Linked DNA regions of Zea mays: region 2 is linked to region 1. The links are chromatin contacts, called in public Hi-C maps. All regions are on one chromosome and are shown on one strand. Each heading gives the region's core, a stretch centred on a gene start, on an enhancer-like site or on the middle of the called end of the contact. The rest is flanking DNA. Distances are from core to core; before and after follow the strand shown. Region 1 holds the start of LOC103629045. Region 2 holds the start of LOC103629048.

The links. A called contact is a pair of places that touch in the nucleus more often than the background predicts.
Region 2: a Hi-C map of leaf shows a contact between it and region 1, with 8 times the contacts expected there. The contact joins the promoter of LOC103629048 here to the promoter of LOC103629045 in region 1. A contact is called at or near these places in 10 of 25 Hi-C or Micro-C datasets (ear, endosperm, leaf and 3 more) and 1 of 3 datasets of contacts at active chromatin or transcription factors (seedling).

Annotation. Positions count from the first base shown.
Region 1 is chr6:18,611,082-18,614,766 of Zm-B73-REFERENCE-NAM-5.0, forward strand. LOC103629045 reads left to right here and starts at 1,843. Exons shown (of 4, transcript XM_008650248.2): 1 at 1,843-2,095; 2 at 2,174-2,267; 3 at 2,423-2,580; 4 at 2,652-3,685. The coding sequence starts at 2,252. The coding sequence ends at 3,017.
Region 2 is chr6:18,795,508-18,798,853 of Zm-B73-REFERENCE-NAM-5.0, forward strand. It overlaps LOC103629048, which reads right to left and starts at 1,675. Exons shown (of 2, transcript NM_001357028.1): 1 at 24-1,675. The coding sequence starts at 1,353. It overlaps LOC118472159, which reads left to right and starts at 1,260. Exons shown (of 1, transcript XM_035959882.1): 1 at 1,260-2,830. The coding sequence starts at 2,049. The coding sequence ends at 2,618.

The sequences.
Region 1 (3,685 bases), core at 593-3,092:
AAAGATTTGGAGCCAAGAAGAAGCTCGCACCTAGATACGTGGGGCCCTATAAGATCTTAGAATGGAGAGGAGAAATGGCTTACAAATTGCAATTGCCTGAAGCGATGAGTGCTATCTTTCTGGTTTTTCATGTATCCAACCTAAAGAAATGTCTGCGTATCCCTAAGGAAGAGATCGAACCACAAGGGCTCAAGATTGGATCAGACTTAGTATACCAAGAACAGCTAGTTCAAGTGGTGGACAGCAAAGACAGAGTGACGCAGAATCGAGTAGTTAGAACTTATAAGGTTTTGTGGAGTCATCACGATGAACGAGATGCAACCTAGGAAACCGAGGCCTACCTACGTGACGTTTACCCCGAATTTCATAAACAATGGTTAGTAACACAAATCTCGGGACAAGATTTTTATAAGGGGAGGGCTGTAACACCTCTAGGTGTTAAGTTGCATAAGCATGTTCATCACCACGAACATCATCATGACTATCATCATGAGCATCACCCTAAGCACCCTTGGCATGAGCATCAACTCAAAGGACCATGTCATTTCATGTGGAGTATGAAACTTGTTTGAATTTGCTTGAATTGTGTTTGAATTGCAGAGGGACATGAGTGCTTAACACAAGTGAGTGTGTTGGTTGTTCACTAAACCAACCTAGACTGACTTAGGACGTATAATTAAGCAATGTTCATGTTGATCATCTTGGCTAATTAAGCTCCTAAGTGATAGTGGCTTTGTTTTGACCCTAGAAGTGGTTTTGTTTGACTAATTAAACAGTGCTATCTACATTGCTTGCATGTTGATGTGCCCTAAATGAAACATGTGTAGAATTTCATAAGGAACAAAAGTTATTTTGGGGCCAAGTCATGAAAATGTGTGGAAAATGCTCAAAAAGTGGTTAGAAGGCAGATTTGGGGGCTGTTTTGAGACTTAGAATTTTTCTCTATGTGGAACTGATTTTCAGTTTCGATGAACCCATGTTTGGGGCTCTGTAGATTGAAATCTAGGCCGAATCAGAGGGTGATTAGTAAAGAAAAGTTGTTGATCTCATGTAGCTCTACAACTTTTAGTAATAGAGTTTTTGCTAATGACATTTGGTTAGCGAGATAATCGTGCACGAAATGGCTTTGTTAGTCACCTGACGAAGCCGTCGCCGCACGCGACGTCGACGTCGTCGTGGCCGACAGCGTCAGGCCGCGCACTGTAACACCCCTAGGTGTTAAGCTAGCTTAGCGTGCCATATTAGAGGCATAATCATCATTTCATAAAACATCATGAGCATTGCATTTAAATTTGGCTAAGTGATATTTCATGTAATGTTTGAATTGGACTTTGATTTTAATTTGATTAAATCATGCATGAATTAAATAATGTGAATATGCACATGCTTGTTTTTGCCCTAAATTCTTGTGTTTGGTCATTAAGTGAATTTAGAAATATTAGGAATAAAAGTTTGAGGCATGTTTGTATTCAAATTGCCACCAAATTCAAATTTGAAATTAAATGGATTCAAATGCTCTTTTGCATATTTTATCTTTGATTCAAAATCTGTTAAAAAATTTTGAGTTGGTCATTAAAGCAAAGTTGTAGCGCATAAAATTTGGAACAACTTTTATTTTCGCCCCATCTTGTGAAAATGTTTGCAAAATGCTCTAAATAGGGTTTTATTGTTATTAAATTAATTTAAAAAAATAAAAAGGGGAGACCCTAAACGGGCCGCCCCCTCACTTCTGGCCCACGACCGGAGGCGGCCCGCGGCGGCAGCGGCCCACGCACGCGCCCGAGCTTTTTGCAATTTTGGCATCGCCATCGTCGGGTTCCAGAGCTTTGGCATCCCGATCAGTGCAATTGCCCTCTTGGCATTATAATCCCGGACGCTTTGAACATCTGGCATTCGTGGCGGCTGATCGTCATTACCAGGTATGCTATTCCCTTGCTGCCCCTCGCTCGTGCCTTCCGTTTGCACCGTCTGGTTTTTCCGTTCAGCCGAGTACTCCAGTTCATCGAGCGCTCCAGTTCGTCCGTCTCCTTGGTCCAAGTGGTGGCCGCGAACTCCTACTGGATGCTGCGTCCTCCCCACCGCCGCCGCTGACCAGGTGAGTTTCAGAAGCAATGTGGGCACTTAATCTTGGGTCCCAGCCTCATTGTCAACTTTGAGATGTTCCTCGCTGCAGATCTGTGCCGCCGCTCTGGAGCGCTCTGCGGTCTACGCGACGGCGCGCACAGGAGCTGAGGACCTCGGCCTGTAGGTCATGGACTCTCCACGAGGTATGCTCCCATGTAATGGACAGCAATAATCCACTTAGCAGTAGATTTTTTGCATTTTTGTTGCAATGGACTGCTATAAATATAAGTCTCATGGTTTTTGTACTGTTATTTGGTAAAATGCAAATACACATTAGGGATTGATAACGTTGTAGTAGGTGCGGCATTGTCTCTGTCTCTGACTGAAGAAAATGTGCAATTGTTGTTCGGCCGTGGCGTGTCGCCAACCAATGAAATGACTGCACCGCGCTGCGAAGAGGAAGATTGGAGTTTAGCTTGTATTGGCCAGGACGATCGCGTCACATTTGGTACCTCGGTGAGTAATGTATTTGTGATGCTCTTTAGTTTGATCCAAATATGTACTAATTATGAGTTTGTGTTGTGTAGGGAAATTGTAATCCAAGTGAATATGTTGATTGGGATTCAATCGAAGTTGAAGACAGGTGGACCGAGGAAGGAAGACAGAATGTTACTAGTGAACAAGCATTGTATATCCAGCTGGGTTTGCATAATGAGGATGTGTTTGAATCTGCTCAAAGGGAAGAAGAATCAGCTCGTCATGTTAGATGGAGTAATAGAGACTTTTTGGATGGTGAAGCATCAGCTGCCATTCCATGTTCTGATTCTGTGGTAGATGAGGAACGGATTGTTTATGACATGAACAATCCTGTTAAGAAAAAAACCTTCTTAAATTTTCCTTCAGGCAATTTTCCTTCGCATCACAGGGCTAAGTTAAGAAAAAAACCTTCTTAAATCCTCATCTCTCCAAAAAACCTGCTGTTGTCACAGGGCTAAGTTAACTTTGCCCTCAGCTACTAAATTTCTCCTCATTTGAATCCATTCGAGTTCAATGACAAATAGCATCACTGGGCATCACTAGGCACAGTTCCAGCACATATAATTTCATTTAACAGAACTGATGCAGGAACACATATGAAGTCAGTTAATCGAAGTGATGCAAAGGCCCTCAACAAACTATCAAGAAATGAGTACAGTAAGCAAAACGCATCACAGGGCCCTTAAAGCATATCAAAGCATCATTGCTTTAATTCCAACAATTCAATCCTCAATTCAATTCAGCTCCAGCTTACTCCACATATCATCATCACACGGTTACAGCACTTATAAATTTAGTAAACAGAACTGATCCATGAACACATATGAAGTCAGTTAACCGAGAGTAAGTGATGCAAACGCCCTCAGCAACAATTGTGATGCAAACGTCCTCAGCTACATATGAAGTCAGCTAGCAAGATGCATCATAGGGCAACAACTGATATTCATACCATTCCAATCATTGACAACACAATTCAGACAAAGCAAAGCAAACCTGCAAGTTGGAAACCCTGGATTCCTCGGCCAGCAAGGCAGCGAGGCGAGCTTCACCCCATGCCGATTCAGCTCGAGTCTCCGCGCAAGTA
Region 2 (3,346 bases), core at 425-2,924, 180 kb after region 1:
AGAGAAGGGATTCCAGCAGTTACCTTTATGTATGAAGGTGTCTTTAGCTTCAGCTCTGTTGATAGCTTTCTCAGTAATGTTCAAATCATCATCAGCTTCAAGTCTTGGGCTCCTCCTCAGCCCCTCAAACCCCTCTGCCATTTTAGCTTTGCCTTTTTTATCTCTCTGAGCAACCACCCCATCACCAGTGTTCTCAGCTTTGCAATTTTCATTCCCACTTTCTTGTGAGCACTGCAGATTGACACCCACACTTTTAGCTAACTCAGCCAATTCCTGAGAGCTAAGGAGATCCTCCTCACTGAGCTCCAAGTTAACCTGACCTCCACTGTCCTCTTCATTGTGCTGCAGTGTTTTGTCCCCTTTGTGGGTTATCTTTTGACCTTCACTCTCAGTAACAGTAGCAGTTTTTCTAGAGTGACCTTTGCCAGCCGAAGAAGCAACCTCATTCTTCTCCTTGCCGTCCACAGACTCCTTTCTAGCTTTTTTCCCTGTCGATTTAGACATAGATCCTTCAGAAACACATGTATTGGATTTCACTCTCTTACCAAGATTCGAATTCTCCTCATTCCACCCTTCTTCCACAATTGAATCCACTTTAAAATACACATCAAACAGAAAAGGCTTGACACCAACTTCCACTATTTTTGGAATCATGTTAATGCTCTTAACATGAACCTTAAACTTGACCGACTCTGACATCTCCAGAGATTTTAAATCCACTTCCTCAACAGCCCCCAAGATCGATCCCAGCTCGCAGATAGCCTGGTAGTGTCTTAACTCATCTAGCACATTCTCCGCACTCATCCAAACAGTATGCAGCCTTGCTTTCGCATTAGCCTGACAGTTCCAGGGCAGCACCATGATTTTAGCTCCGGACATCTTCATTTTGACCTCTATAAACTGACTCAGCTCATCTAGCTTATCTTGAGACGGAAAATGCATCACATAACCAGCTGGACATTTCTCTGCCTTCCAAGTTCTTCCCCAAGGAAAGTGAAAGCTAAAATCCTTTTCAAGCTCAGAGGCAGACACAAACCCTTCCAGAATCTTAACCAACCCCAAGCAAGATAGATTAGGTTTCCTGAGACTGGGTTTAGCATACTGGGATGAGAAGAACCCTAGCCCATCTGCAGCCATGCCCACAATCGGCATCATGGGCTTAATCTGTCGCGGCCAAACACATTTAGCCATCACATGGGTGTCCTTGCGACAGATCTCACACCAAAGAGACTTGCAGCAATCCCTTGCGTGATGACCTTCTTCCCCACACTTCTGGCAGAAAAATCTCCTCCCCATTTCATTCTCAGACCCAGAAGAATGAAGGGAGAAATTAGGGTTACCTTGCACGATCATTTCGCCAGTGGAAGAAGAGTCGGCTACATCCTTTTTGGGGATCGTCTTTCCAGGGGGGAGGCCTCAATCTCCAGCTCAGATTCCTGTTTCTACTCCACTGCGGCGGATCGCGAGCCTCCTCCCTGTTGTTCCCAGTGCCCCATTTTTGGCTCCAACCTTTGGCACCCATCGCCTCACGCCTTGCAACCGGCAGAGATCTCCCCGATCCAATCCTCGACCACTCCTCCTCCGAGGACGGGGGCTGGATCGGCACCCACCTCCACCCACCACTGAAACTAGATCTCACCGAGGAAGGGGATGACCAGATCGAGGCAAGTAAAGCGGCCAAGTGAGGGAGCGAAGGAGAGCCGATTAGGTCAAGTTGCGGCACAGCGGTTTCCACCCTTGATTTGGCTAGAGGCGATGTGTCTTCATCCTATGCCCCATCCCACATCGAATGGGCCTCCAAACCACCATGGGACCGATCTCCATTAAACGGCTCAAAGGAAACATCAACCCCAGGAACCCACCCCCGCCACAGCCTCATTGCAACAAAATCACATGGCTATCGGCAGCAACGGAGAAGCCCAAGGAGGAAGGCGGCCTAGGAGAGGGGGGGGGAGAATAAGAACACCTCACCAGAGAGGACCAGAGGACGGAGGACGAGAGCCGACGAGTTCAATCTGAATGTCTGGCCTGCCACGGGAGGACTACTAATGGGTGTTTGTCGCCGGCGAAGGGCCCGACGAAGACCAGGCGAAGGGGTCGACGAGGCTACCAAGACCGGGGCACCTGGCGTAGGATGGCGGACCCTTTTTCAGCTCCTCCTAGAGCTGGCGACCTGCCTTCTGATCCTGTCATTCAACAAATACTACGCCTTCGCCATCCTCACCGCCGTCGTCGCCCTCCTCCAACCGAAGCTGCGGCATGCGGCAGACAGACACGTGTTGCCATCCTTCACACAGGACATGATCGGAGACGATGAGGACAGTCCATACCTGGGCCATTTGCTGGACCTTTCACAAGGCATCGCCAGTTCTGGCGGCCTCTTCACGGCGATCGCCGGACGCTTCATGGTAGGGCCATTCAACACGGTTGGTTTCTTCTTCTTCTGTGCGATAGCTCTCGGGCTGTATCTGTCCATGGTGGTGACGGTGGGAGCTGTGTCTCGTCCCCACGCCAAGTGTCTCGCCATCGTCGTCGTGGTCCTCGTCGTGCTCACGCTTATCGCCGCCTGCATCCTATTTGTTGGGCACTCGGGAAGCAAGCCGCAGGTTGTCACCTAGTAGATCCATAGATCTTTATCTACTTAATTATCCTTGGCATTCTGTTTTTCTTTTAGTTTACTTGTATGTATCTGTCTATCTGAGAATGATGTCCGATGCATGCTCCCGTTTGTTGCATTTTTTTCACAATGTGATTTTATTGGTTCAAATAAACACAGCAGTGTATCGTTTAGAATACAAATAACATGGAAGTTTTCTGAACTCTCCTTTCATTTCTGCCAGCTGAAATGTGAGCGAGTGTTGGCTTTTACACTGGATGAGGCAGGTTACAGCACAGTTTTAGACCTGATTTACAAATGGCTGGTCTAATTGATTTCAATGCCATTACGCCCTTCCCCAATAATACACCAGCTCCGTGCAGCAGCTGTACCTTCACCTAGCTCTAGCAACAGCGCTGCGCTAGTTTACTGCTGCAACCACAACTGAAATAGTCAGAAGCGAACAGGCCCATTGGTTCATCATAATTAATTTGTAAAGAAAGCAAGCAGCCAACAGGCAAGCGCGCAGAGCAAGAGCAAGCCAGTAAAGAGACTAGCAGAAGGCCCAAGTGGCAGCCCAATATCGTATCCTAAACCCAACGTTGGATGGAACCAATCCATGGATCTTATTTGCTTATTATTATCCCTGGTAATCTGAATGTTCTTTAATTTACTTGCTTGTATGTAGCTGATAAGTATCCTGTGTGACACTCCTATTTGTGCATTTTTTTATACCTCAATGTAATTTTG